7 separate regions of the Mus musculus genome follow, and regions 1, 3, 4, 5, 6 and 7 are each linked to region 2. The links are chromatin contacts, called in public ChIA-PET, Hi-C, HiChIP or PLAC-seq and promoter capture Hi-C maps. All regions are on one chromosome and are shown on one strand. The core of a region is the stretch at or near the end of the contact, and the rest is flanking DNA. Distances in the headings are between cores, read along the strand shown. Region 1 holds the start of Arl16 (ADP-ribosylation factor-like 16). Region 2 holds the start of Endov (endonuclease V). Region 3 holds the start of Faap100 (Fanconi anemia core complex associated protein 100). Region 4 holds the start of Nploc4 (NPL4 homolog, ubiquitin recognition factor). Region 5 holds the start of 2810410L24Rik (RIKEN cDNA 2810410L24 gene). Region 6 holds the start of Mrpl12 (mitochondrial ribosomal protein L12). Region 7 has its middle 42 kb from the start of Mir6935.

Region 1 (3,863 bases), core at 1,358-3,857, 980 kb before region 2:
TGTATTCTGCCCACAAACAGAAGATTTGGCACTATACCTGAATCTACCTTCTCTTGTGACTCCCAGGACGCCCGCCTACCTTCAGCAGCTCCTTCAGTTCTTCCATGGTCTGTTTGTTGGCCACTTCATCATGGACTGTCTGGCCACAGTTCTTTACCACAGACTCCATCACCTGAAAACCCCAAGGAAGAGAAAGGCCTAGCTCGTGTTCAGGGAAGAGGCAAGAGCCCCTCTTGCTGGAAGACAGGTCTCTGAACCCACCTAACTTGTTAGAAACCCCAAGCAGCAGCTCAAAGTCGGGTTCCAGGCCCTGATAACATCCAGTCCCTCAGGGGTACATGGATGACAGCTAGAAGAGCAGCATTTCTGCTCCCTCCCATTCCCATGAGAGCAGCCAGGCTCAGTGGCCGAGCTCACAACTGTACGAAGTGCTAAAGGTCTCCACTGGTTGCTATGTGGAGACCTGACACCGGAAGGGTAAGGATTCTTGGAGTCTGAGGAGAGAAACAACTGCAACAGCGCTCTAGTTACCTCCAGAGCATACAAAGCCACGTGTGGGTTCTTATCATTAACCTTCTTCTTGATGGAGTTTACAGCATATTTTGCTCTGGAAGAGGGGGGAAAAAAAGGGGCGGGGGGGTAGGAATTAGTAACAGCAGAGAGAGAAAAGGATGGGAAAGCCCTCAGTATGGTTAGGAAAGCCCTCCTCCATATTTCTTTAAGTACTGAGACAGGGGTTTTCGTACCCCAGGCTAGACTCAAGCCTTGGACTTCCTATCCTTCTGTCTTCACTTCCTAAGTGCTGGGATCACAGAGAGTGCTGTCACACCTGGGGTATGACAGTGCTGTCACACCTGGGTTATAGTGTGTTGAGCATGACACTCAAGGTTTAATACATGCTAGGCAAATACTCTACCAACTGAAATATAAGCCAACCATGAGTTTAGCCTGACAGACCTCCTCAAGGAAATATCAGTGAGTCTAAGTATCTCCAAATTGTGCTGTTTTAATTGTCCCAAGATATCAAAACAATCTGGATTAAAAAAAAACAAAAAAACAAAAAACTCATGTTGCCCATTTAATCTTAGAAGAGGGGTGGTTCTCTTCACTTACTGTGTGTCCCCCTGACGGATCAGGTCGCAGATCTGTAGAATGGACTCCCAGTCTGTCTCCAACAGAAGCTGGCTGGTGGCTTTGTCTAAAGGGAAGAGATGCCCATTCAAAGGGTCCATTGAGCTATGTTTCCGAGCCGGCCCGTCAAAAGTCAAGAACATCCCTCATTTTATACAGCCAAAACCAAACTGAAAATCCTCTTGAAGTACACTGACAACCATGGAAATGGCATCCTCCCATGCAAGAAGCAAATAATGTGGAAATGATACTTAGTCCCTATCAGCTGTCAGCTCAAGCTCGGCTTCACTCAGTTCCCACAGACCCTCTGGAGAGAGGTACTACTTGCATCTGCTTTAAAGATAAAGGAGGTAGAGAATGCCCTTTGTCACAGCTTGCTGGGCACTTTAAAATGGCATACCCTGCTGCTTCTCAACAGAGTCCCATCATTTAGAAGTTTTGTCCTTTACCTCTTAGCTGGGTAATGTAATGGGTCCCTTAGCAAGCTCTAGAAGATGAGGGATGATTTCTCCATGTCAAGTGGTACCCCCAGCCAACACCTCTTCACACTCGGATCACCCCTCCCTTACGAAAGTGAGCTATCCCAAGATACACCACCCTTGTTACTCATTCAACAAGTTAGTGGATTCATACCTGACGTGCTGAACCTCCCAGGATATGAGACTAAGGTAAACATCTCATCATCTAAGATTCCCCTTTGAAAACCTTAGCTCAAAAAGGAGCAAGTGAGCAGCCTAGGATGGGGCCTGCTCCTGAACACATTTATTGAGGGAATGGTGCATGCATGTCAAACTCATTTTTCCCTCCTAAAATTTACACTGTCCAGGAACCTCAGATAGTGATATCAACAAGCACCTTCAAAAATGAGAAATACATGTCTTCTCAAACCCCCAGGCACTACCAGAGCGCAAGAGGCTGAGGTCCTAGGAAGCATTCCCCAAGGGGCTCGAAAGGTTTAAGGAAGGCAGTATCGGTTCCACCCTGCGAAAAGGTATCGGGGTCTGAGACCCGCATGAAGCTAAGATCTGAGTCATGACTTCATGACTCAGGACTTTGGCCCAATCGGTTCAGGACCGTCGGACCCGGAGGAAGAGAGGTCCGTCACGGACCCCCAAAGAGCATTCGTCACTGGAACCCCAGGACTCAGTGTACAGCCCGGGCGGCCACACCCGAGGCCCGGGAACCGTGCAGTGCTCCCCGGAGGCCGACGGCCGGTCTAGGTGGCCGGCCCGCTCTCCTGAGACCTACGGAGGCAGCATCTGGCCGGTGCGCGCGAGGGAGCTGACTTGGAGCTGACGGGCGGACGCGTTACCTAGGAGACGCTCGAAGGTGCCGCTGCCTCGCCCCATGGCGACCCCACTCCGGACCGACGCTGCAGTCGCTCCCTCTTTCGGAGCTGACGCGCCCCCCAACTTCCGCTTCCGCCTTTCTTTTTCTGCTCGCGCACGCGCAACGCCTCCGCGCCGCCCCGAGTCCTGCTCCATGGCGAGACTTGCGCTTACACACTGACTCTGAGCGTCCATTGGACCGCTCAGTCCATTGGGACTAACCAATGAGCAGCCTGGACGAGCGGTCTATCCAATGAAAGCTAAGCGGAGGCGGGCCTCATTGCGTGGTAGCTCGGAGGTACAAGCGCGTTATCCGAGGAAGGGATGTGTCTCCTGCTTGGAGCTGCTGGGGTCGGGAAGACCCTGCTGGTGAAACGCCTTCAGAATATCCTTCCGCGCCGAGTGGGCAGGCAGGGAGTCCCAGGCAGGGTGGGGAGGGAGCACACCGGGGTCGCTCATCACGGGAACTCCTCCCTCTGCCACGCCATGGCCCTTGACCGCCGGGACAGCTGAGCTCCGGAGATGGCAAAGGCGACCTGGGAGAGCCCCCACCGACGCGGCCCACGGTAGGTGTCGGCCTCTCTCAGGTCATGCATGCCCTTTGAGGCTTGCAAAGGTCCTCAGACCTCTTCTAATGGAAGCCGCGGTGCCTGTGGTCAGTAGGTTGGGTACTGTCTGCGGCAGAGGAACTCCCATCACTAGACTTCTGAGTGTGGAGAACCCGAAGCCCGTCTTCCGGTGGGCACCTTTCTCTCCCATCCCTAGAAATTCATTCCCTCGTCACTCTCAAGGCCCATCTCTATGGTTGACGTTGGCCTGGAGCCCCCAGAGAGCTGCATTTCTTGGTGGCGAGAGCAGAGGGCTTGAGCAGTTGTCACTGGCTGTGGATGCTTAGCTCCCTCATGGCGGTGCTGCCATCCAGAAGCTCACCACAGCACACCGCTTGCGCTGGTCTCAGTGCATCGTGGTTTTTTCCATAGGTGGGCACCAACCTTACAGACATTGTGGCCCACAGGAAGATCACCATCCGAGAGCTCGGGGGATGCATGAGCCCCATCTGGTCCAGTTACTATGGAAACTGCCATTCGCTCTTGGTGAGTTAATACTTCAAGCTTCTTTGGAGGTCAGTTTTGTCTGACTCCCTGAACCATCAAGTATTGGCCCTGCTTTTCATGGGATCGGGTTTGGGGGTCTTTGATGACTGTGCATTGGTCTGATTTCCTGAGCAGGGCTCAGATTCTAGGAGGCTTGTTGAAGGCACAGCATGTTCTATGCCTTGATACCTGAATACGACCAACACTTTACATCCCTCTTGTTGGTCCTATCTGTAGAAGGAAGGGGCATCAAATTCTGGGATGAAGAGCTGATGGCCACAGTAGACTTAATTTTACTTAAAGACACCAG
Region 2 (3,891 bases), core at 1,161-3,660:
TCACACCTGTTTTGTACAAACACTGCCCTCTTATCCATGGAGAGAAACAAAGAACAATACTTGAGGCAGGGGTGGGAGGGCGGAGGCTGTGAAGAAACAGGTAAGTAGCCTACAGAAGGGGTGACTGTGGCACACGTGCAAAGGACAGAGAGGAAGTCCTGAAGAGGTAGAAGACATGGAACTGGGAGGAAGACTGGGGAATACTGTGCAGGGGAGAATATGAATGAAGTATAATAATAAACACATGTGAAAAAAATTACTTTTTGTTTTTCAAGACAGGGTTTCTCTGTGTCGCCCTGTCTGTCCTGGAAATCACTTTGTGGACCTGCCTCTGCCTGCCGATTGCTGGAATTAAAGGTGTGTGCAACCACATCTGGCTGAAAAATATATTTTTTTTTACTTTAGCTCAAAAAATTAAAAATAACTTTAAACATGGCGCTACTGTGAGACAAGATGGAAAGCAGGAGGTTTGGGGAGGCAGAGATGTTCTGCTTGTGAAAAGTGTGGTGTGTACTGTGTGCCACTGAGGTGAGCAACCAGGATGACAACTGCAGTTCCTGAGAAGTGCGCCACAAAAGCCATCAAGGCTGCGGAAGGCCCTTCCTTCCCGACCCAGGCTACAGCGGCAGCAGTAAAATGTCCAAAATGGCAGCGCCTATCAAAATAGAGGCACTATGACATCTCCTCAGCCCAAGGCCATCACAGGAGCTGTCCATGGTGGCAGCACCTTTCCTGCCTCAGCCTACTTCTGTCCTGAGGAGCTGTCCACAGTGGTGAGACCTTCTTTCAATGCCCCAGCCTACAGCCTTGATGAAGCACCACTACCGGAGTTGTTCACAGAGGCAGCACCTCTCTCCAGCCTCCCCAGCAGCCTCAGAGATGGCACCTCAGCAAAAGCTGGCTGCCACCAGGAAGGACTTCCTACTCTAAGTCATGGCCCTAATACAGGGAAAGGAGGTGAAAAATCCAATGATCCCTGAGCCCACCCCAAGCTCAGGACTTGAGATCCCACAAATCCTCATTCTGGAAATCTCTGCCCTGAGAAGCTCTGTCCCCTCAGAAATCCTATAAAAGCACTGCCCCTTTGTCCAGTTTCCTGCTGTCTGCCCCCCCCCCCCCCCCCCCCCCCCCGAGAGCAGAGGGCAGCCATTCCTAGATTAGTCCCTCCTCCTCCTCCTGGAGTCTTCCCTCCAATAAATCTCTTTCATAAAATTTCCTGCTTGGTGTAACTCTCCTGTCAGAAAAGAAGCAAGGAAGAGAAGAGAAGAGAAGAGAAGTGGAGAGAGCGGGGCTGAGGCTTCCTCTCAGAGCTGTGTGGTTCCCGGGTCCTTGTGTCTCACGATGCCTTTCCATTGGGACACCTTTCCCCTCAGAATTTTAAGGTCCCTGGGCTTCCGAGTCCCTTCCATCTGATCAGAAACACAACAACCAGACCTGGAATTGTCTGTCGATCCTTTAAAAACTACTTTTAATTCACCATTTGTGTACATATATGTAGACCCGTGGGAGTTTATGTACATCACAAGCATCCTGGTGCCCATATTTCCTCTGCTTTTTGCTTTTGAAAACTTTTCTTCAAAGGCATTCCAATCTATTCATTACACTCTACAAACGGGGTGGAAGTGTATCAGTCCCTTGCCTAACACATTCGAGGGCCTGAGTCGGCTTCCTAGCATCAAATATATATATATACACTACGGGGTGCAAGTATTAAAAAAAAAAAGTAAATTTTATAAAACTGGACCCTGGCTCTCTGCCTACGATCGAACTGCACCGGGCGCAACATCCCACCCGGGTTACCTTGAGCTCGGGGTAGCTCAGCACTACCAGGGAAGCGCAGGCCCGGACACTGTCCCCTTTCACGAAGGACACATCCACGCCCCCGACCTTCTGCAGGCCCGAGAAGCTGGGGTCCCGCTGCCAGGCCTCCGTGTCCCGATCCACCACGCGCGCTTTCAGCCGGGCTTGTTCCCTAATAGGACACGAACATCAAACGGGCTCAGGGCCCATGGGAAGAGCGCGACGCTCGGGGCGTCCCCCCTCCCAGCCCACCCTCTCTCCTTTTTGTCCATCAAGCCACACTGAGAAGGAAAAGCTCTCGGCGATGGGAATCCCCGGTACCGGAAACGAGGACCACGCCCACAAAGGCTGGCTGCAACTTCCGGCAGCCGGCGGCCCGGAGCAGGCCTGTGCCGCAGCACCGAGGGTCAGTTTCCCAGCCGCCACAGGGGCTGTGAGGTCGGAGGTCACTGGAGAAGGCCACCCCCTTGGCTAATGCACGACCCCGACCCCATTACCCTTTCCACAGCGACAGGGTTTCCTCTGGCGGCCGCTCAGCGGCCGTGTGAGCCATGGCTAGCGCCTCGAGGCTTTGAGGACGTCACTTCCGGAGCGCCGGCGCCGAGCTGTTAGCCTCGCTCGTTTAGCGTCCCTCCGCTTCAGCTGAGGTTGCCGCCACCAGGGGCCGCTGTCACAGCAGTGCTGGGCGCCGAGCGCTGACTTCTTCCCGCGCGACTCTCTCAGATGCCGGCGTCCCGTCCCGTAGGTGGGTTGGCGCACAGGTTTGGGAAATGCAAGCCCAGCTCTGCGCCTTACCTGGCGCCTCCAGCCCTCCAGCAGCTTCGGCCCCGCTCTGAAAAGATTGGCCAGCAGTTGCATCCCTCGCACACACGGAGCCCTGAGCCCTGGGGTAACGCGGTTCCAATTACTGCCAGGTTCGGGTCCGCACATCGACACATTGCGTATGAGCACGCGCTTGCGGAGCAGAAAACCTCTGTGCAAACTTGAGACACCTTTGCAGCATAGATTTTTTCAGTTGTACCGATTGTGAGAAATTAGTCCGGAATAAGAACTCAAAAACCAGTGAAGTCGAGGGTCCTGGGCGTGGGCGCACTCCATTAATTCCAGCATTTGAGTAAAGAGGATCCCTGAATACGAGGCCAGCCTGGTTTACAGTAATTGAGTTCTAAGACAACCAGGACTACACGGAGAAATCCCATTTCGAAAAAACAAAAACAAAGGATCCTCCAGACCAGGGTGTGTGTGTGTGTTAGTTAGGGTTCTTCTAGAGGAAGAGAACCGATAGAAAATACATAAAGGGGATTTAGAGCTTGCCATAAGCAGGCAAAAAACAAAAGCTTCCTTCTTTCATGTCTTTTTATACAGGCTGCCACCAGAAGGTGTGTCCTAGATAGAGGGCAGGTATCTGGACTCTTAGGTTTTAGTTCATTCCAGATATAGCCAAGTCCACAAACAAGATTAGGCACTACAGGGTGTCAACCCAAAACAAAACGCAAAGTTGGCTATGCTCAACGATTTGGTGCAGAACTGTAGTTTTTATATTCTTGATTGCATTAGTCTGCCTCATTCATTTCCTGCTGGGTGAGTACTTAATGAGGACCAGTCTTTCTGTTTCTAGTATAGGTCTCTTACCCCAAATACCCATCCTGTCCGTTTAGTACCCAGAGCCTTACCTAATGTGTATCTCCCTCTCAATGACATGAGCTCAGCAGACTGTAGTGTTTTTTTTTTTTCTTAGAGATTTATTTTCATTCTTGTAAGTCTGGTAACGAATGCAGGTGCCCACGGAGACCAGAAGAGTTAGATTCCCCTGGAGCTCAAGTTACAGGAGCCTGTGGTCCTCTTGACATGGGTGCTAGGCATTGAATTTGGGCCCTCTGAAACAGCAGCACATATTTGGCAATTGCTGAACCAGCTCTCCAGCTCTAGATTGTAGCCTTTTGTTTGTCTTTACCTTAAGACAAAAGAGCCAAGGCCAGCAGGTACCAGCAGGAAGGACTGGGGTTTGCGACCTCTTGCTTTTTTATGATCTGGTAAACTTAAGTGTATCTAAGGTACCTTCTCTGGTATTAGAAACGGATGGTTCATATT
Region 3 (3,472 bases), core at 606-3,105, 890 kb before region 2:
AAGAGGTGCTTGTGAGCACACCCACCCAAGTGAACCCAGTGGCTGCCATGGTCCTCTTCAGGCTCAGAGATGGGTCTAGCCCTGGCCTTGCTCTGATCAGCCTGCTCCTGGGGCATGGGTGCTCCCGCTTCTGCTCTGCTTGGGCTCACAGGTATGCACTGGCTGGGTGTGGATGAGTATTTTTCTGACCCCAGCCCTGCAGTGGAACCTAATAAAAGCACCTGAAGCGATTGTCCTGCTCCCAGTGCATTGTTCCTGTGCCCAGAACCACAGTCCACCGGTGTGGCATGGATGTGTTGCCTTGTAAGGACAGTCCTGAGTGTTAGAACCTGGTGTGCAGAAGATAAACTGACGATGCTTCCAACCCTGGAGGTGACTCCGATGCTGCAAAGAATTCATCTCCCACTTGTTTCCACTCAAGGTGTCTTCAGAGCAGCCTGGGGCTTGGGCTCAGATCTGTTTCAGAGACCACTCAGAAATGATAAAATAGGTCCAGGCTTCACCCTTGGGTTAAAGTTGGTTTTTGTTTTTTTGTTTTCACTTAATTTACAGCTGGGCATAGTGGTCTGTGCCTTTATTCCCAGTACTCTGGAAGCACAGACAGGCTACAACTATAAAGCCTAAGAAATAAATATTTGGGGCTGGGGGGTGTCCAGTTCCAGACAGAGCTTTTTGTTTTTTGTTTTGTTTTGTTTTCATAAGCGTTGCTGTTGTAGAACTAGCTTTGTAGACCAGCCTGGCCTTGAACTCAGATCCACCTGCCTCTGCCTCCTGAGTGCTGGGATTAAAGGTGTATACCACCACACAGCTTTTATTTATTTAATCGTATGCTTTTGTACACATAAATACCTTAGTAAAAGATGTAGGAGCCCCTGGAGCTGTTGGGGGTTGTGAGCTTCCCTATGTGGATGCTGGGAATCAAACTTGGGTCTTCTGCAAGTACAGCGTGTGCTCTTACGGCTGAGCCGTCTCTCCAGCCCCAGGATGTTGTTCTGACATCTACACTAGGGTTACACTATGCTCTCTAAGTTCACAGGACGTTTTGTGCCTGGTTGTGACCCCACACACCTTTGTAGATTTGTCCGCTGTAATTTTCAGATGAACGTTCTTTTAAGAGTCAAGGTTGCCTGCGCTGGCTCCGAACTCAAGTATTCCTGCCTTCAGCCCTCCGAGTAGCTGCCACTTCAGAAGCATAGGCAGTGGTGTCTAGTTTCTGATGAGTGCTCTGGAAGAGTAGTATTTCATCTTGTACTTGGAGCCTCATTCCAGGGTAGGATTCTCCGCCTGCTCCCTCAGGGAGCCCCAAGAAGAGCTGTCATTGAAGAAAATGTGGTTTCCCTTAGACCCAGCTCATTAGGGTTTTCAGCATCCTCTGCTGTAGAATCACATCCTGCCGCGTTCATGAGTGGAGCAAAGGCTCTTCTGGATGGCTGGCCTGAAGCACCTTTTTCCCTATCAAGGGACTGAATGGTGTGCTGTGCCACCCTACTCCTGAAACCCCGTGCTATACGGGTGGTGCTCTCAAGTGCTGTCACAAAACGGTGCCAGGGCAAGTGCTGCATACAAGCCTTGCACCAGAGCAACCTCTGCTCAACAGGTAGGTGATCCGAGGCAAGGGCCCTGACGCGGGCCCCAGTGAACTTGCAGGACTGCATTATTTGGCTACCCTCTGGCTTTGTGCCTCCCGTTGTGGCTCTTTGCTAAGCCACGGTGTTTGGGGGCGTTCCCGCCCTCTAGCGGACCGTAGAGCAACTGTCCCCGCCCCTGCAGCAGGCTCCGGCCACGCCTCCGCAGCGGCCGCTTTACGGCGGAGGCCGCGCCGCGCCGTGGGCGGCCGTAAAGCCTGGAGGCGGCACCGCCCCTCCGGGCTGAGCTCTGGCCCGGCGCCCGCAGGATGGCGGGCGCTTCCTCGCGCGTGCACTACCTGTCGGACTTCTGCTGCCCGCTCGGAGGCCGAGCGGCGGGGAAGCCGTTTGTGCTGCGGCATGAGGCTGAGGTCTTTCTGTCCACCGGACGCGAGTTCGTCTATGTGTATGACCAGGAGGGCGGGCTGCTGACGGTGAGCGGAGGGCGGGAGGGCGGGCGGGCGGCGCCGTTCCGAGGTGAGCCGGGGCCGCGTGTGCCCTCGCCTGACCTCGCTCTCCTGGCGCCCAGGCGGTGTACCAGTTTCCCGACCAGGTATGGCACCTGCAGCTCCTGGCCATCCGCAGGGCACTCTACGTCCTGTGTGCCCGGACTGGCATCTACTGCCTGTCGTTGGACTCGCTGGACAGGTGAGGGGGCGTGGCCCCACGCGGCCGGCCAGTGACAAGTCGGGTCCCCAGGGAGGCCGGCTTTCATGTCCTCCTAGTTGTGAGAGGTTTGTCCCAGTAGTAGTCCCTTTGACGGCCACTGACAACACACTGGGGTAGGAAGCAGAGGACTGCGGTCTAGGCCGCCCATTCCCGCTCTCTAGTACCTGTGCATATGCAGGCGTGGCAGTTGTGTCTGCTTTTGTGAAGTTCTTAGCTGTTGAGGCTCAGGTAGTGAAGTCTGCAACCAGGAGCACCGCTATCACTGCCCTCCGGTGCCTGGCAAGACCTCTTGGAAGTGGGTCTCAGAAGACGGTGTCTCTGGCAAGCAGTGAGTGGCAAAAGCTCGTGTCCCTTGGCTTGTGCTGGAAGAACTCACCGTGCACAGCCCAGGCAGCCTTGGGAATAGTTCCCAAGCTGCCTCGATCTGCAGAGCTATGTTTCTGGCTGATCCTGTGTCAAGCGTGTGTGTGTGTGTGTGTGTGTGTGTGTGTGTGAGAGAGAGAGAGAGAGAGAGAGAGAGAGACCTACCTGCTGAATGGCCTGTGATGTCTCCTGCCTAGCCTACTCAGAGCAAGTCAGGTTACTGCTGAGCACGGTGTGAGTCTACCCCACCCAATACTGACTATGCTTCCATTGTTCCTGAAGGTCTGGGAGCCAGGCCTGTGAGGACAAAGAGGAAGCGGCTCCCCCCTACCCTGTGATCCATGTGGACCCGGATGCGTGTGTCCTCCCTGACGCTGCCCTCTGTGCCTTCACCGTGCTGGATGATATGCTGGTCACCCTGGCACAGGGCCCCACCCAGTGGAAGATGCAGCTGTTTGAGCGTCCCTGTGCAGGGGAGGAGCCTCTGCCCAGAGGCCAGATTGGTGAGGTGGAGTTGTCCACTTGCACCCCACCAGGTGGGGTGCCAGAGAAGCCTGCAGCCCCCCGCTTCCTGCCCGTGCTGTGCTGCGTGTTCCCACCAGACTCCAGGGCACCTCATGGTCACCCCCAGGGCTGTGGGTGCTTCACGCTGGAGGAGGCTCTCTTTGGTCTACTCTTTGGAGTCGATGCCACCCTCCTGCAGTCCCCTGTGATCCTCTGCGGTCTCCCTGATGGCCAGCTTTGTTGTGTGGTCCTGAAGGCCTTGGTTACTTCTGGGTTAGCCCCTGGTGACCCAAAGGTCCTGGTCAAGATCC
Region 4 (3,597 bases), core at 94-2,593, 950 kb before region 2:
TGTTATCAGCACTGACATTGACAGTGATGGTTCGATGGACTTAAGAGGGGAGCCGGGTGTGGGGGTGTACACCTATAATCCCATCACCCAGGAAGCAGATAGGAAGATTTCAGACTTGAAACCAGCTTGGACTACATGAGACGAGGATAGAAATGGGCCTTGGATGTGCACAACTTTGTAGAGAGCTTTCCTAAGAAGCCTGGGTTTTACCGCAGTGTCCACAGAATTGGGTGTGATGACACACTCCTGTAACCCCAGCAAGAGGAGGCAGAGTCAGGTAGATCGAAAGTTCAAGGTCAGGGCTGGAGTGGTGCTTGGTGCTGTACCAGAGGATTTGGTTTTGGTTTCCAGTACCCACATGGTGGGTCTCAATCATCTGAAACTCTAGTTCCAAGGGATCCACTCCCTCTTCTGATGTTCTCAGGTATCAGGCACTTGTGGTGCAGCCAAATCCATGCAGGCAAAACATTTATACATATAAAATATATTAAAAACTTTAAAAAAAAGTTTAGTTGGGTGGTGGTGGTACAGAACCTTAATCCCAGCACTGGGGAGGCAGAGGTAGGTGGATCTCTGTTAGTTCAAGGCCAGCCTGGTTTACAGAGCTAGATCCAGGACAGCCAACACTATGTCTTAACAAGTTCTTTCAATAAAACATATTGTATAAATATACATTATATACAATATATAATGTACACAGTAAAATATATTATATCTAAAACAACAAATAAATAAAACAGTCTAAAACATAATCGGAGTTTAGTACACTCATAAATCGAACCATCGGAGGCAGGAAAGGGGGCCTGCCTTTCAATCCCAGCACTGAGGCAGGCCCAGCACTGTGAGTTCCAAGCCAACCTGGTCTACAGCCAAGGTTGTATTTAGTGAGACCCTGTCTTAAAAAAAAAAAAAAAAACAGAAGCCAAAAAAAAAAAAAAAAAAAAAAACCAACAAAAAAATCAAATAAAAATTCGGAGGCGTTTAGCCTCTTAAGAAATTTCAAAAGTCTTCTACTTCAAATCATATGCAGTTACAAAGTTCAGTACAAAGGGAGAAACTCCAGCTCATTGCTGGAAAATTGTGAAGACAGTACAAAACTTCCGTAACGGTTATATTTGAGCGAGATCTCGACGCTCGCCTTTTCTTGCAGCTTTTTTTCATTGCTCGAACTTTCAGGAATATGGCTCTCCTGTCACAGTCTTCTGAACCCAGGGTCCTGGGCCCAGCCTAGGGGAAGGGGGTGGGGGGCGAGGGGGCACGGACGAGGGACGCGCGGCACCACTTGGCGCATGCGCGCGGCCGTTGGCGGGGCCGGAACCTTGTTTCGCCTCTCTCTCCGCCTGGCGGAGTGTGTTGAGCGAAGCACCGGACATCGGCACTGGCGGAGCCGGGCGGCGAAGCTGGAGCGGCGGTGGCGGCGGCGGCGGGAGGCCGGGGCCGGGGCTGAGGCCGAGGCCGGGGCTGCGAGGCCCTTGGGGAGACAGGCGGCGGGAGCCCGGGGCCCGAGCCCGGAGACTGGAGCGGCCGCCATGGCCGAGAGCATCGTGAGTGCGGCGGCCGGGAGGGAGCGGGGCGCTGGGATGAGGCAGCAGATTTGCGGGTGTCCTGGGCGGGCCAGCGCCGGACGGTGCTCGGAGCCGGTGGCTCCTCCTCGCTCGCCCCGGGTTTGAGGAGGTACCTGCCCTGGCCGAGCCCGGAAAGGCTGGCGGGAAGGAGGCCGAGCGGTCGGAACGGAGCGGCCTTCTTCTTCCCCGCTGCTGCAGGTTGCTCTGAGGGACCTCGGCCTCCTCCCAGGCCCCGAAGCCCGGTACGTCCTTCTCTCCTCCTCCATCCCGACAGTGCCTCGTCACGATTTCACTCCGGAAGAGTCGACCGGAGAAGAAAAGGGCATCATTAGGGGAACCCTTTTCCCACAGAGGACGCGGCCATGGGGGCCAACCCAAAACAGGCGGGATTGGCTCCTCTTTGACACAGGCGACTTGACGACCACCTGTTTAAAAGGAGTGTCATAAAGAAGGCCGATTTCACTTTTAGCCTGACAGTAGAGACTGTCACCCCCAGCCCCATGAAATAAGTCAGTAAAAGGAGAGGAAAACCAGCCGTTTGTTAACCTGTGGGAGTTTCTCTCCAGAGCATATGTGGCAGGGGTTGGGAAGTGATAGGAGTAACAGACCCGTTCTGACAGAATAACTAGGGCCAACATGGAGGAATATTGGGGATTTCCATGGGATCGGAATCATGGTGGTTGCCTTAGGCCTGAAACAGCTCTTCAGTGGTTTCCTGCATTCGAGAACATCACATCTCTCTGGATTTCCAGGGAAGTATAGCTCTTGAGTTTTGTTTGTGTTTTGAGACAGTCTTACTACTTTGTCCCAGGCCATCCTTGACCTTGACATCCTCCCACCTCACTTATCTCACTGCAGACATTTATGGCAGGCTAAGAGTTAAGGCTTTTCTCTGAGGGCAGCTTCTCTTTCCTCACAGCTCCATTTAGGGGTCTTCTGTTCTCTGTATTTTCTATCCTGGATGCAGACGATGCAGAGAAACCTGAGAAAGAAAGGCTGACTTAGTTTTAAAACTTAAATTTACCATCACAGATGACTTGCCTAGAAATAGGTGAGGTATCAGTAGGTCAATCCGCTTTTTAAATTTCTATTTATTTAAATGCTCTTTACTGAGGTTAAGCAGTGTGTTCAGGTGTTCCAAAGGCTGACTTGGGCATCAGTGGGTCTTAAATCGACTTTCTCAGGTTGTAAGGAATTAATATACTCTTCAGAAGTTGATTTTAGGAGTTTTGCTTTTAAGACCTATGTATTTATTTTATGTGTATGGGCGCTTTACCTTCATCTATGTGTACCACAACTGGTTGTTAAGGAGGGCAGAGTAGGCTTTGGATCCTCAGGAACAGGCTGGGAGAGACTGTGTGGGTGCTGGGAATTGAACCAGTTCCCCTGGAAGAGCAAGCAGTGCTCTTTGTGCATAAGCCAGCTCACTAGCCTCATTTGGAAAGAATTATGTGTATATGTGGGTGTGAACACATGAGGGCAGTTGTTGCTAGAAGCTAAAGGTGTTGGATCCCCTAGGGCTTAAGTTATAGGCAGGCAATTGTGGATCCTGGGGACTGAACTGAGATGCTCTGCGGGAGCAGAGAGTGAGTGTGTGTACCTGCTGAGCCACCTCTCCAGGCGTGTTTGTTTTGAATTCAAAGGGGGTCTTCAAAGAATTTCTGTAGGAATAATGTTAAAAACTCAACCACTCTTCCAAGAAAATTTCTTTTCTTTTCTTTCCTTTTCTTTTTAAAAAGATTTATTTATTTATTATATGTAAGTACACTGTAGCTGTCTTCAGACACACCAGAAGAGGGCGTCAGATCTCATTACGGATGATTGTAAGCCACCATGTGCTTGCTGGAATTTGAACTCAGGACCTTTGGAAGAACAGTCGGTGCTCTTAACTGCTGAGACATCTCTCCAGCCCCCAAGAAAATGTCTATTCTTTTAATTTTGATCTTTTTGGGTTTTTTTTTTTTGTTTGCTTGTTTGTTTTTGTTTTTTTACGTTGTGACCCAGACTCAGCTATGTTGTCCAGGCTGTCTTC
Region 5 (3,713 bases), core at 1,214-3,713, 700 kb before region 2:
TTACAGAGTGAGTTCTAGGTCAGCCAGGGGTACACAGAGAAACCCTGTCTCGGAAAACAAAACAAAACAAAAACAAAAAAGAAGTAGATATGAAATCAAGAACTAGGCTCAGATACTTAAGATAAATTTAAACTAAATTAACTAAGTTTAATTGCCTGAACACACATTCTCTGGGAATAGACAGCACAAGCCAAGCCCAAGATTTCTTGTGAAAAGAATGGCCAGGGTCCTTCAACTTCTGCAGAGGTCAGAAGAGGACACCAGATTCTCCTGGGACTGGAGTTACAGACAGTTGTGAATCACAATGTAGCTACTGAGTCTTTATGAGCACTGACTGCTCTGCCAGAGGTCCTGAGTTCAATTCCCAGCAATGGGGTCTGATGCCCTCTTCTGGTGTGTCTGAAGAGAGCAATGGTGTACTCCTATACAATGTAACTACTGAGACTCAAACCCAGGTCCTCTGCAAGTGCTAGACAAGTGCTCTTAATCACCGAGCCAATTCTGCAGCCAGGGCCAGTGGTTCTAACTTGTGCTGCTCTGTACTGTTCAGTGCTCCCATCAGTGTTCCCATCCAGTAGTCCAGTCTCTATGCACTGGGCCTCCTGTGCTGCTGAGAACCTCAGTGGAGGCTCTAAGGCCAAGAGAACTCCTTCACATATGACTCTCCAGGGCATCTGCTTAGTTTCAGTCCACTGAGCACAGCCCAGGAAGAGATTGTCTCCACAGACTCCCACCCATCACCCTGACAGAGATCCCAGAATTCCACAGTTTCCTCTGAGAGGCTCTCCTTGGAGCCCTCCTGCCGGCCAGCAGTTTCCCTCCCATGCTCCCTCTTGCAGGAGCAGTGCCCTGACTTGTCTCCCAGGCACTCTTCTTGTTCTCTAGTTGTAATGGATTTTAAAACTTTTCTATCATTTCTAGGGCTTGAGGGTGGGAAGAGAGGCTATTAGGAATTATCTTGACCACTATCTTGATTCAATCCCTCTTGGTCTAAAAAAAAAAAATCAGTTTGTGTCCACCCTGGGGTGCTTAATCCCTGGGAGCTGAACTTCAAGGTCGATTTGATCACCACGTCTGTGGTTTGCAACCATAGCCGGACAAGTCCTAGATCCTGAGTGCTGCAACTTGCCCTTCAGTTAGCTACAGGCCCTCTCAGGATCCCTGGACTTCTGAAAAGAGGAATTTCAAAACAGAGCCATAAAGGTGGCTGAGTACTGCCTTCAGCAACAGGGAATTAGATGTTAGCTTCTGTGACAACCTCCTGGGAGATGCTGGGATTGATAGCGCTCAGGTGGAGCCCTGCAAATCCAGGGTTGTAATGTACCTCATTTACCTCCGGGGCTCATTTTACCATCGGCGGCACCAGATTACAGCCCCTACATCAGGTGGTTGTTTTCCTTTTCTTCTTGGTTTGCGGATTTCACTTGGAGCCAAGATGCAGAAAGGGAGAAAAGGTTGGGAAACACCTCCAGGTCTGAGACCAGGACAAGGCGGTGAACTCAAGAGGAGACACCTGCCTGCTCCTGTAGGTATGGCTTGGCTCTTGTTTGTCTCCTGCACTTGCTGCCCTGGCGTGGCTTGGGGCACACTTGAGATGTATCTTTCCCTGTCTGTCTGGGGCAAGCCAGCAACAGCTCTCTGGCCGTGGTCCACTTTAGCCTGAATATTTTTCAGCACTCGATATTTCTCCGCTCAGAAAGCAAATGAGTCGCTGCCCACTAAGGTGGTCCTGGGGCAGTGGCCCCCAATCCTGTAGTCCTTCCTGAGAGGGCCTATGCACCTCTGCCCCTGAACTCAGAGACGCCTTGAAAGCTGAACATCACATTATTACCACTCGATCTCAGAGAACCTTCCTGACTTCTGGGGATGTTGCACACCCTGAATTTCAAAGTTCAAGGCACTGCGTGTCCCGGGTGCAAGGGGCCATTCTAAAATCAAATCCCCTGGGGCTTCCTCTCCCTAGAGTCCAGATATGATTCCCTTACACTTCCTTCCGGATTTGGGGGCATCTTTCCAGATAGTGGAAAGGAATCCAAAATTTGTAATTCCACGGCGGAGCCAGCTCGAAGCTGCAGACACTCTCGGCCTCAGAGCCCAGATCCTGAAAAGCTTACCAGTTTACCGTATCTTCTCGGGGAAATAGACCCTCCTCTTCGGCCACACCTCCTGGATCATCTATTGGCCAACCTGAGCACCGCCCACGCGATGCCATTGGTTTGCACCGGCTGCCCAGACAAAGGGAGCGGCCGCTGCGGGAGGCGATGGGGCGGGGCTAGGCGGAGGCGCTGGGGCAGGCGGGGACGCTGCCCTCATGGAGGCGGGGCGGGGGCCTCCACGTGGGTGGGGCTGGGCGCCCTCCCCACCCCCACGAGGGCCGCGGCCGTGGGGCGCTGGTAGCTCTCCCGCCCCTCCGCCCTGCACCCCTCCCGCCCTAGGGCTCTTTCCTGGACTGCGGCTGCAGCCTTCTCTTCCCGGAGGGCTCAGAGTTCGTCCCCTTTTCGCGATTGGGAACGTGGACACGCCGGAGCCTGGATGCAGAAGGGCGCGCGGGAACAGGGAGCTGGTGCGCGAGCCGCAGCCCAGCGTCCAGGCCGCCCCACTCTCTGCTGATCCAAAGGACTAGGGAAACCCTGCGCGCCGACGGTGGCCTGGACGTTGGCGCGGGCCCTGGCGCTAAAAAACGGATCCCATTTCCAGAAAGGCGGGCCGGGTATCCCGCTCCTGCCTCCTGGAGAATTAGCTCGGCGGAGGTCGACCAGCCGGGTAGGGAGGGAGGGATGGAGGGACAGGCCTAGGGTCGACCAGCCGGATAGGGAGTAGCTTCTGGGAGCTCCCTTGCCTACGGAGGGCCGGTGAGGCTGCCCTCAGAGCGCCGCCAGGTACGTGCTTTTTCCTTGTTTCCCGCGCGCCCAGAGCACACTCTGGGGAGGGAAGGAATAAAAACCCAGCTGGTGTGTAGGAGATTTTCGCACCAAACGTGTCTTTCTGAGGGGTCCTGGGACGGTAGCCGAACTCGGGGTAGCCTCCTGAGCTGTATTCTGGAATCCCTACTGGGCTCTCCACCACCCGTAAGACGGGCTTGGAGCCAGTTCCTGTGGAAATGCGCGTCACTTTCTTCAGAGGCCCACGAAATTCATCCAGGACTCCATGGGTACTACAGCAAGATGGCTCTGTTTCGAAGTGGTTCATACAGTTATCCCCCAACCCGGAAACCTAGAATTCTCGTTTTCTGAACCGGGATGTTTACTTTAGGGAAACCTGGTCTTGGCTTCTGCTGCGCGCCGGGTGTCTAGGAACGAATCCCTCCTGGATCCGGGAACCCCAGATTTGCGGGGTTAGGAGATACCCTCAGAGTTGTGGTTTTTTGTTGGTGGTGGTTTGTTAAGAGCCTGGTAGCTGAACTGGAGCGGGCCCCGTCCCCTCCCCCATACCCACTTCAAACAAAAGAGCTCCTCCGAGAATATTTTTTAAGGGGAAAGCGCTTCTGAATGTGGACCCTCAGTTCTCCCCGCCCCCCGTTCCGAGGAAGGACAAGGGTTTTATATGTGTGTTTAAAACAAAGGCGAAGCTAGACGCGAGTTGCCGGGAAAGGGCCGCTTTTATTTTAAAGTTCTTGAAGAATTCACTTTCTTTTCTCCCAAGTTAGCTGCAGCTGAGCCAGAAGCGTCCCCACTGGCTTACCCGATAGTGGGATTTTACACGGTGTCGGCTAA
Region 6 (3,874 bases), core at 91-2,590, 990 kb before region 2:
CCAAAAGCTGACCTTTGACCACCCCCTGCTCATGCACACCCACACACATGCACGCACTAGTAAAGATCTCGAATGCCTTCGGCAGAAAATTTCCCAAAGCTATTGCAGGGAGCCCACAGCAGAACACAGGGATTACAGCTACAGACTCAAGGAGGAACAGGGAAATACCTAAGTTATTGAGTCGGGCAGTTAACTGGGCACACAGAACTGGGTCTTCCTGTGGCCTAGGCTCACCTCAGAGGCCGGTGCTGCAGCAGAGACGGGACCAGGCACCATGCCACCCATTGGCATAAGGCCGACATCCTGGATCTTCAATGTTTTCTGTAGGATGAAGGAGAGGTCTCAGTGGCTGCTTATCAAACCCTAAATGGAGGTACAAATGGAGGTACAAGCCTATTTGGCCCTACCACCTAGGAAAGTACATTTGATAATTTACCAAACTCCCAAAACACCCCAGAAGAGACAGGGACCTCTGACCTTTGTTTGGTAAAAATACAACTAGAAGGCAGGGACTTTAGTCCTGGCCTGTGCCGATCTCTCCTAATACCTTCAGGAGTTCGTTGAGGTCTGAGATCTCCAGGAGCGTAAGGCTGGCAATGTCTTGGACCAGCTGCTGGATCTTGGGGGGGTATTCTTTGGGAGCATTATCCAGAGGTGCGCCGGCGAGTGCTTCACTCCTTCGGTGGCTGCTGCTTCTCAACTGCCGCGCTGCACAGACGCTGGGCATCTGTTGCCTACCCCAGGCAAACAGCCGTTAGATCAGAAAAAACGGGAGACTCAAGGGTACAAGATCCATGTGCTCAGTCTGCCACCGCTGAGGCCAGGCTCCACAAGCTGGGGTTAAGGGACCCGAAAAAGCTTTCCTACATTTCCCATAGAGCCTCAGGAGCCCACGACTATGTCTGCAATACTGCCCAGAACGGCAGGCTTCTGGTTGAATGGAATACATCAGCCTGGCGGGTGCACAGTGCTGCACCAAGCCTTCCAAAGCACGGGGCTCGGGCTATGCTGCCGACCACGGCGATGGGTCTCAGCGGCGGGAAGCTGGGGACGAAAGGTACCTGCACCCAAGGTCGCCCAGGCCGAGCCGCCCTCTCCACGCCCCGCAGGCTGGGCCGCGGAAGGTGGCGATGCGCCCGTCACCCCTTCCCTCTGAACCTACTTCCTGCCCGCCGCCCCGGCAATGGCGCTCTAGACCACCGCTTTACCTGGCAAGGCGAAGCGCTGCCCCCCGGAGTCCAAGCCGTGGCCCCCACAGGCAGCGGCTAGCCGCCACCGGCAGCATAGCTCCGCAAGCGGGAAGGTCACACGCGGCTCTAAGCGGAAGCGACGCTCTATCCGGGAGGAGGCGAGCTGTCCGGGCCGCTCTAGCCCGGGTTGGCTCCTGGTATTACGCACTAGGCGGTGCGACGCGCAGGCGCGGAGACAATACTGGGTTGGCGCTTTCTCCATCAGTCGTGTTCCGCACGCCTTTGTCTCGCCAGGGGAATAAGTAGGCGCCCCCACCCCTTTACCTACGGAACTCATAGCCCCTTGAATTCAACTCAGTGGTCCAAGAGGTTAGCAACCTCAGGAGCCCAGTACTCTAAACCTAGGAGAAGGAAGGGCCTGGAGTCCTCCCAAGAGCTCACTAGGCGGAACCGCCTCCTTTGAGTGCACACTAAGGCGGGCGCTTAGCGGGGAGGGAAAGAGCAAAACTTGAGACCTCACAGAAGTCAGGTTGAACCGTATATTTCAGGGTGAGCTATTGAGAGCTAAAACCTTAAGCAGTGGGTAATCCTGAGGGCAGTTGGGCTGCAAAAGCCCGCGTTTGCACCCTTCCTCACCCGCCTGGTGATGTATCCTGCACCAGATGAGTCTGCAGAATCCCCACCAGGAAGGAGACTGTTGGCAAGTCCACGGTTTCTCAGCCAGTACCCAGCACACTCCACAACAGATGCAGACTATTAAATTGTTGGTCCAACCCAGCCTGCTGCCCGAACAATCAATCATGAGAGTTTTGAAATACATTTTATTTTCACTGCTCTGCACTGAGAGATGACATCCAAGGAGAAGGGGAGACAGAGATACCTAAAGCTTCTACCCTTGCTGTGCAGGAGCCACATGGTTCTTCTGGGTACCAGGGCCAGGCCTGGACACCACACAGTTAGTTCACATCAGACTCCGGGCCAGGCTAAGCATCCCCACAGCATTCACCTGTGGCACCCAACACAGCCGGGCACTCTCCAGAGAAGGTTCTACTTGCCCTGCAGAGCCCCAGTCCCGGGGAGGTCAGACGGCATCAGGACTGAAGCAGGGAACCAGTGATAGGAGCCAGACCACCGAGGACAGGGAAGAGGGCCAAGGGGGAAGGCCCACCCCTTGCTCACAGAAGGGACACTACAGGGCAGTAATAGGGGAGGAATGGCTAGTTAGACATATAAGTGGTTTCTGGTGAACTGTAGTGTTACTCTGCATGGTGAGCGCCAGACTCAAGGTCAGTCAAAGGAGATGAGCTGGGCCTCACTGCCCTGTGCTGGCGGTCCCTGTGTAGGCGCTGGCTGGGCCACAGGGGGTTGCTGCTGGGGAGGGCCGGTGCTGGGGGCCATCTGGAGAGAAAGAGCAGATAGGCTCATCACCCCCCTTCACAAACAAAACCTTCGGCTTAGAACAAGCTTCACCTTAGCACATAGTAGATCAGGTTGTTACCAATATGGCAATGGCACGTGTGATCTCTTGTAAACTTGTCTCCTGTGCAATATGGACGCATGTGTACATACGTGCACTTAATGGCATGTCATGATTCTGTCTGCTGAGCAAAGCCCCTGATGCACCCAGTGCAAGGGATCAAAGGAAGCTCAGAAGTCCAAGGGCAGGCCGCTGGGAGACGGCTCACCTGCTGGTACAGGGGCTGCTGCCCTGGGATGTAGGGCTGCTGGGCTGGCAGAGACGCATCCTGCCCGGGAAGGGCGGTCATGAGATTCTGTGGGAAGTAAGATGGAGCCCGACACTGAGTTATCTGTGACCAGACACAAACAGACCCTCCTGGCTGGAAGAAAGCAGAAGCGAGAGCAAGGAGGAGAGGGCCTGCCTGGGATAGCCCTCTGTGCCTAGCAAAGACTAGGTCTCTTTACCTGCATATTGTACGGCTGGTAGCCCATGGACATTGGCTGGCTCCCCATGTAGCCTATGTTGCTGGTCTGTGGAGGCTGTGAGATGGCTGGGAGGCTCTGTGGGGCCTGAGAAGCCACGCTCTATGGAAGGAAGGCAGTGAGGTGAGGGAAAAGATGAGGAACAGGCAACGGCTGGGTGTAGATGCTGGGTGCCCACATACCTGGTAGCCTGGGGTTGGTGTGGGCTGGTAGGAGGAGTAGGCAGGACTGGTGGTGGGCCCGGCCTGGGCCTGAGGGGCTGCCTGTGCCCCAGGGGCACCTGTTGGGTACATGTAGGCGCTGACCATGCTGGGATCTGTGACAACAAAGGTGAGCTGGCTCAGCACAGAAATGAGATTAGAAAAGAACACCCTCGCCTGGGTTTCTCCTTTTGTTGTGACTTTCAAAGCCAGGGATATGTTTCACATCCTCGTAAAAGAAAAGTAAAGCCAACATGTGTGGGGGTGGGTGGGGTGGGGTGGGGTGGGATGAGGTCCTATGGGAGGGGGAAGCAAAAAAAAAAAAAAAAAAAAAAAAAAGAACCAAGTTCTTTTTGTTTTCATAGTGCAAGGGGCTGAGCCCAGGGTCTTATCCACATTGGGCAAGCACTCTCTACCTGAGCTACAGCCCCACCCTTCAAACTGTCTTGGAACAAGTGGTAGTCAGACTGAAGGAGTTAGGGAGAGCTGACACTGATAATTTCTGAAGCCCATACTTGGAGTTTCAAAACTGAGACCACAGCA
Region 7 (3,405 bases), core at 316-2,815, 810 kb before region 2:
CTTAGTCAGGCTCCCAGGCAAGGTCTGCTCCTAGTGGGCGACCCACACTCAGGATTCCTGATACTTCTACAATGGGCTTCCCACCACCCCGGTACACCTGGGAAGTCTCAGCTCCCGATGAAGACTTCCTGTTTCTTGCGGGGGGGGGGGGTGGCTGGAGCGACCTGGGAACTGTAGAGCTCCAAATGCCGGAAGCTAAGATGCCCAGGTGCCTGAGGGCACAGGAGCAGCACCATTCCCACACCAAACAGTCCAGCAACGTTCACTCTCTGACCAGCAGAGAGGTTCTCTGGGCTCAAAACAGCAGGAGAGGAATGTGCTTAAAACTTCATGGGGTGGGGATTGTCCTCCCCACCTGCCCCGCCAGACATTCACCATTCCCAGCCACCCAGGGGAAGAAGAGCCCACAGATGTAGCCTCAAATACCCCGTCCTTAGGACAGACACCTGCTAGAGGCCTGGGGCTGAGAGACCTTCCAGAACCCACTAGTGTCAGGCTGTTGGGAGGTGCAGTTCACTGTATCACTTGCTAGGAAGGCACTCTAAATTCTGATAGGGTCTTGTAGACGCCCGGTTCTAGGAGGGGACGTTGGAAATGCACTTCCACACCCCATACTCTCTCTCCTTCACCAACCTAGGCTTGAGCAAGAGCTTCACTAAGTCCACTCATGTTATGGGGATACTGAGGGTTCCCTGACTGACCCCGCACCCCACAGGCTGTGTGGACACTGGGTGCCTGTGTCCACAACCCGCAGCACTGTGGCCTCTCCGCAGCCACAGCTTTGCTGTGTAAAGGGCTGAAGCAGTTTCTAGATGGAGGGTGTTGGGACCAGAGGTCAGACCTGCCTGACTCCCTGACTCCCCCAGTTCAGCCTAGAAAGCTCTCTCTCTGGAGTTTTGCTGGCTCTGGGCTTCTGAGGCACCATTTTCCACTCCAGACAGAGTCCACTACTACCACTGACTGACTGAAGGTTTAGGAAGAGTTAGCACAGATGGGCAGTCAGGGCAGAAGTTCTGTCCCATTCCCACGGAGCCCGTGTGAGTCTTGGATAGGAACGGAGCTCATTCTGCAAACAGGATCAGGTTGGTAAAGATTCTCTCTCGCTAAGCAGTTTCCCACGTGGCCTCACTCTTAAGAAAGATCCAGAGCCCCTCTTCTATCACTGAATGTTAGGTTTTTAGAAACATTCCAAGCTTGCTGCCAGGTTGGTTCTGTTCTTCGCCACAATTCCTAGGAGACAAGGAGAAAACGAGGGTAAGAAACCCGGGAACGGAGAATGAAAGAGCTCGTCCAAGGTCAGACCCTAAGAGGGCTGCGTTGCAGGCGGCTGCTCCTAGTTCGCGTGTGCGAACAAGCGGGGGGTTCCGGGAGGCGCGCAGGGCCGGAGTGGGCGCGCAGGTGGCGGGGCCGGAGCGGGCGCGCGGCGCGGGCGCAAAGAACAAAAGGGCGCCCCACTCCCGTCCCACCCGCCCTCTCTTAGCCAATCGGCTTGGCCTGAGCAGCAGAGGCTCTCTAATTGGCTGCACAGCGACCAATCACACTCCAAGGCTGAGAGCCCCCCCCCCCGCAACCCCACGTGGGGTGATGTTCCTCGCTAGAGAAGGGCGGGGCACGGAGCTGGGCCTCGCTTGGCGCGCCTCGGGGACCTGACGGCGACCCGTGCAGCCCTGGGGGATCCCCTGCGGTCGCCAGTGGACCTCGTAGCCTCCGGTCCCCATGGGGGCGTCGTCAGGCTCCTTCGGCGCCTTGGGAGTGCAGAGCCTCCCGGATGGGAGGTGGTAGGGCAAACACGGGGTTGACCCCCGCTCTCATGGGAGGTGTTGGGGGATGCAGAAGAGCGCCACCTGGGTTTGGCTCGGAGGCTGAAGCTGGTGGGGTGGAGGAAAGGAAGACACGGTCCTGCTGTTTAGTGGCAGAGGCATCAGTTCATTCTTGGATGGAGTCCGGTTTTGACACCTCCTCTCATGCCCTGGGGACACAAAGAGAGGTGGCCTCTGTGCAAGCTTGGGGGCTAGTCCTCCCCAGGCCGTTTCCATTAGTCTCCCCTCCAAACTACTCCATGTGGAACATACTAGAATGTTTTTTGATACGGGCAATTGACACGGTCTTACATTTTTATGGCACCCTCAGACGGGACATTTGAGGAGAGTTGAATAAATGGAAAATACATGACTTAAAGGAGGAGATGTCTAGTACCCAAGCCGGCAACCAAGGGGAGCTGCCTCCACCCTAGACAGGGAGGGCAGTTGCAGTGGAGAAAGAGGCCCGTTTAGGAGCTGTGACCTTGGAAAGGGGACTCAGTGACCTGACAGGGAGGTGCTGGGTGGTGCAGCACCAGCTTGCCAGCGCTTCCCACTGGCCGAATGGAGGCCCAAGCTGGAGCAAAGGAACCCAGGCCAACACTGCCTGCAGCCATTTTCTGCTATGGGTAGGGAGATGGGGTAATGGTGGGGATAGCTGTGGTGGTGTGTCAGGGTGCTGAGGCCCAGCAACAGGAGTGTGTCCTGCGCTTGTACTCAAGTGTGAATAGAGTCTTAGGAAACATTGGGTTTCGTTTGTGAGCAGTAGGCATATGTAACATAGGTGAGGCCCTGAGGCCGTCCACCTGTGCAGCCTTGGGATGGATTGGATGGGACTGGGCAGAACCTTTGTTCCCACAGAAGACAGCCTGCAAGGCACAGAGTGGTCTCAGGGCAATAGTAGGGACCTAAACTCTGTCTCAGGGACTTGGGTCCTGCTTACTGGTGTCCTGGGGCCCCGCCCTGGGGAAAAAACGGGCACAGACCAGGCATGGAAAAGTTTGTGGTCCAGATGAAGATGTGCGGGAACCACAAGAGGTCTAGAAAGGCTCCTCACAAAAAAATGGGAGCCAAGGAGAGGTGTGGAGCTTGATGCGGCGTTTAAAGGCCGCTAGGACTTGGGTGGGGGGCAAGGCACAGAGAAAGGCGCAGAGCAGGGAGGTGATACCAGGTGTCCGGAGAATGTGGCCCATGGCGGGTGTGGTCGTGTGCAGCGGGCCTCTGACAAGAGGAAGGCGGGGGACACTGGCAACACCCCTCCTCCGTCATAAGGTGGTAATGATAGGATTATCTGGGAGGCTGCAAGGAGGATGTGCTGTGTGCAGTCCAGTGTCTTGCAATTGACAATTGCAGGCTCAGTGCACGCATATACACTGTCAGTACAGGCTCTGGTCACAGTCAAGGAGACGCGGGCCGTGGGTGTGTGGGCCGAGTCTTCTGTGTGGATACTGTGGAGGATTTCCAGTAAGGATAGCTCCCTTGCTCTTCTATCCTGCATTGTCTGAAGTTGCTGTCCTATATAGTTCACAGGTCTGGCCCCGGAGTCCTCGGCCTCCTGCCTACCTCTACGCAGCCTTCTTGTGAGCAGGGGCAGCAGAACCAATCC

Evidence for each region. Promoter capture Hi-C pulls out the DNA fragments that hold promoters and counts their contacts. Hi-C and Micro-C count contacts between places; a contact is called where the count stands out from the background. ChIA-PET counts read pairs in DNA pulled down with a chosen protein or histone mark. HiChIP or PLAC-seq counts read pairs in DNA pulled down with a chosen protein or histone mark. Capture Hi-C pulls out chosen DNA fragments and counts their contacts.
Region 1: a contact with region 2 is called in a promoter capture Hi-C map of liver, with 5 times the contacts expected there. The contact joins the promoter of Arl16 here to the promoter of Endov in region 2. A contact is called at or near these places in 1 of 39 promoter capture datasets (pre-B cells), 1 of 115 datasets of contacts at active chromatin or transcription factors (astrocytes) and 2 of 9 other capture datasets (liver and pancreatic islet).
Region 3: a contact with region 2 is called in an RNA polymerase II ChIA-PET map of memory CD8 T cells, with 17 read pairs. The contact joins the promoter of Faap100 here to the promoter of Endov in region 2. A contact is called at or near these places in 2 of 39 promoter capture datasets (liver and pre-B cells), 3 of 115 datasets of contacts at active chromatin or transcription factors (kidney, large pre-B cells and memory CD8 T cells) and 2 of 9 other capture datasets (adipose tissue and liver).
Region 4: a contact with region 2 is called in a promoter capture Hi-C map of liver, with 5 times the contacts expected there. The contact joins the promoter of Nploc4 here to the promoter of Endov in region 2. A contact is called at or near these places in 2 of 39 promoter capture datasets (both in liver), 1 of 484 Hi-C or Micro-C datasets (embryonic stem cells) and 1 of 9 other capture datasets (liver).
Region 5: a contact with region 2 is called in an H3K27ac HiChIP or PLAC-seq map of embryonic stem cells, with 4 times the contacts expected there. The contact joins the promoter of 2810410L24Rik here to the promoter of Endov in region 2. A contact is called at or near these places in 2 of 39 promoter capture datasets (the C10 cell line and pre-B cells), 1 of 484 Hi-C or Micro-C datasets (embryonic stem cells), 3 of 115 datasets of contacts at active chromatin or transcription factors (embryonic stem cells, large pre-B cells and memory CD8 T cells) and 1 of 9 other capture datasets (adipose tissue).
Region 6: a promoter capture Hi-C map of liver shows a contact between it and region 2, with 5 times the contacts expected there. The contact joins the promoter of Mrpl12 here to the promoter of Endov in region 2. A contact is called at or near these places in 2 of 39 promoter capture datasets (liver and pre-B cells), 1 of 484 Hi-C or Micro-C datasets (CD4 T cells) and 1 of 9 other capture datasets (pancreatic islet).
Region 7: a contact with region 2 is called in a Hi-C map of CD8 T cells, with 2.6 times the contacts expected there. The contact joins the enhancer-like site here to the promoter of Endov in region 2. A contact is called at or near these places in 1 of 39 promoter capture datasets (embryonic stem cells), 2 of 15 datasets of contacts at CTCF or cohesin (embryonic stem cells and large pre-B cells), 1 of 484 Hi-C or Micro-C datasets (CD8 T cells), 3 of 115 datasets of contacts at active chromatin or transcription factors (embryonic forebrain, memory CD8 T cells and microglia) and 3 of 9 other capture datasets (adipose tissue, embryonic stem cells and liver).

Annotation. Positions count from the first base shown.
Region 1 is chr11:120,466,344-120,470,206 of GRCm38.p6, reverse strand. Arl16 (ADP-ribosylation factor-like 16) reads left to right here and starts at 2,607. Exons shown (of 5, transcript NM_197995.2): 1 at 2,607-2,844; 2 at 2,967-3,025; 3 at 3,440-3,553. The coding sequence starts at 2,784. It overlaps Hgs (HGF-regulated tyrosine kinase substrate), which reads right to left and starts at 2,572. Exons shown (of 22, transcript NM_008244.3): 1 at 2,444-2,572; 2 at 1,114-1,198; 3 at 532-607; 4 at 80-172. The coding sequence starts at 2,480.
Region 2 is chr11:119,489,866-119,493,756 of GRCm38.p6, reverse strand. It overlaps Endov (endonuclease V), which reads right to left and starts at 2,410. Exons shown (of 9, transcript NM_001164636.1): 1 at 2,298-2,410; 2 at 1,801-1,972. The coding sequence starts at 2,353. It overlaps A930037H05Rik (RIKEN cDNA A930037H05 gene), which reads left to right and starts at 2,522. Exons shown (of 4, transcript NR_153849.1): 1 at 2,522-2,714.
Region 3 is chr11:120,377,129-120,380,600 of GRCm38.p6, reverse strand. Faap100 (Fanconi anemia core complex associated protein 100) reads left to right here and starts at 1,855. Exons shown (of 10, transcript NM_027980.2): 1 at 1,855-2,059; 2 at 2,155-2,273; 3 at 2,940-3,472. The coding sequence starts at 1,895. It overlaps Nploc4 (NPL4 homolog, ubiquitin recognition factor), which reads left to right. Exons shown (of 17, transcript NM_001195023.1): 17 at 1-803.
Region 4 is chr11:120,435,446-120,439,042 of GRCm38.p6, reverse strand. It overlaps Nploc4 (NPL4 homolog, ubiquitin recognition factor), which reads left to right and starts at 1,343. Exons shown (of 17, transcript NM_001195023.1): 1 at 1,343-1,544. The coding sequence starts at 1,530.
Region 5 is chr11:120,188,606-120,192,318 of GRCm38.p6, reverse strand. It overlaps 2810410L24Rik (RIKEN cDNA 2810410L24 gene), which reads left to right and starts at 2,463. Exons shown (of 3, transcript NR_030682.1): 1 at 2,463-2,879; 2 at 3,643-3,713. It also overlaps Gm9734.
Region 6 is chr11:120,482,103-120,485,976 of GRCm38.p6, reverse strand. Mrpl12 (mitochondrial ribosomal protein L12) reads right to left here and starts at 1,340. Exons shown (of 5, transcript NM_027204.3): 1 at 1,209-1,340; 2 at 548-734; 3 at 235-321. The coding sequence starts at 1,285. It overlaps Hgs (HGF-regulated tyrosine kinase substrate), which reads right to left. Exons shown (of 22, transcript NM_008244.3): 19 at 3,314-3,447; 20 at 3,114-3,233; 21 at 2,876-2,962; 22 at 1,993-2,588. The coding sequence ends at 2,478.
Region 7 is chr11:120,303,416-120,306,820 of GRCm38.p6, reverse strand. No RefSeq gene overlaps it. Among named protein-coding and RNA genes, the nearest start is that of Mir6935, 42 kb to the left of the region's middle. Within about 2 kb of position 1,565, at least 315 of the 459 cell types and tissues checked have an H3K27ac peak or open chromatin away from gene starts, as enhancers often do. A contact at or near this core is called in CD8 T cells, embryonic forebrain and liver, where this site is marked.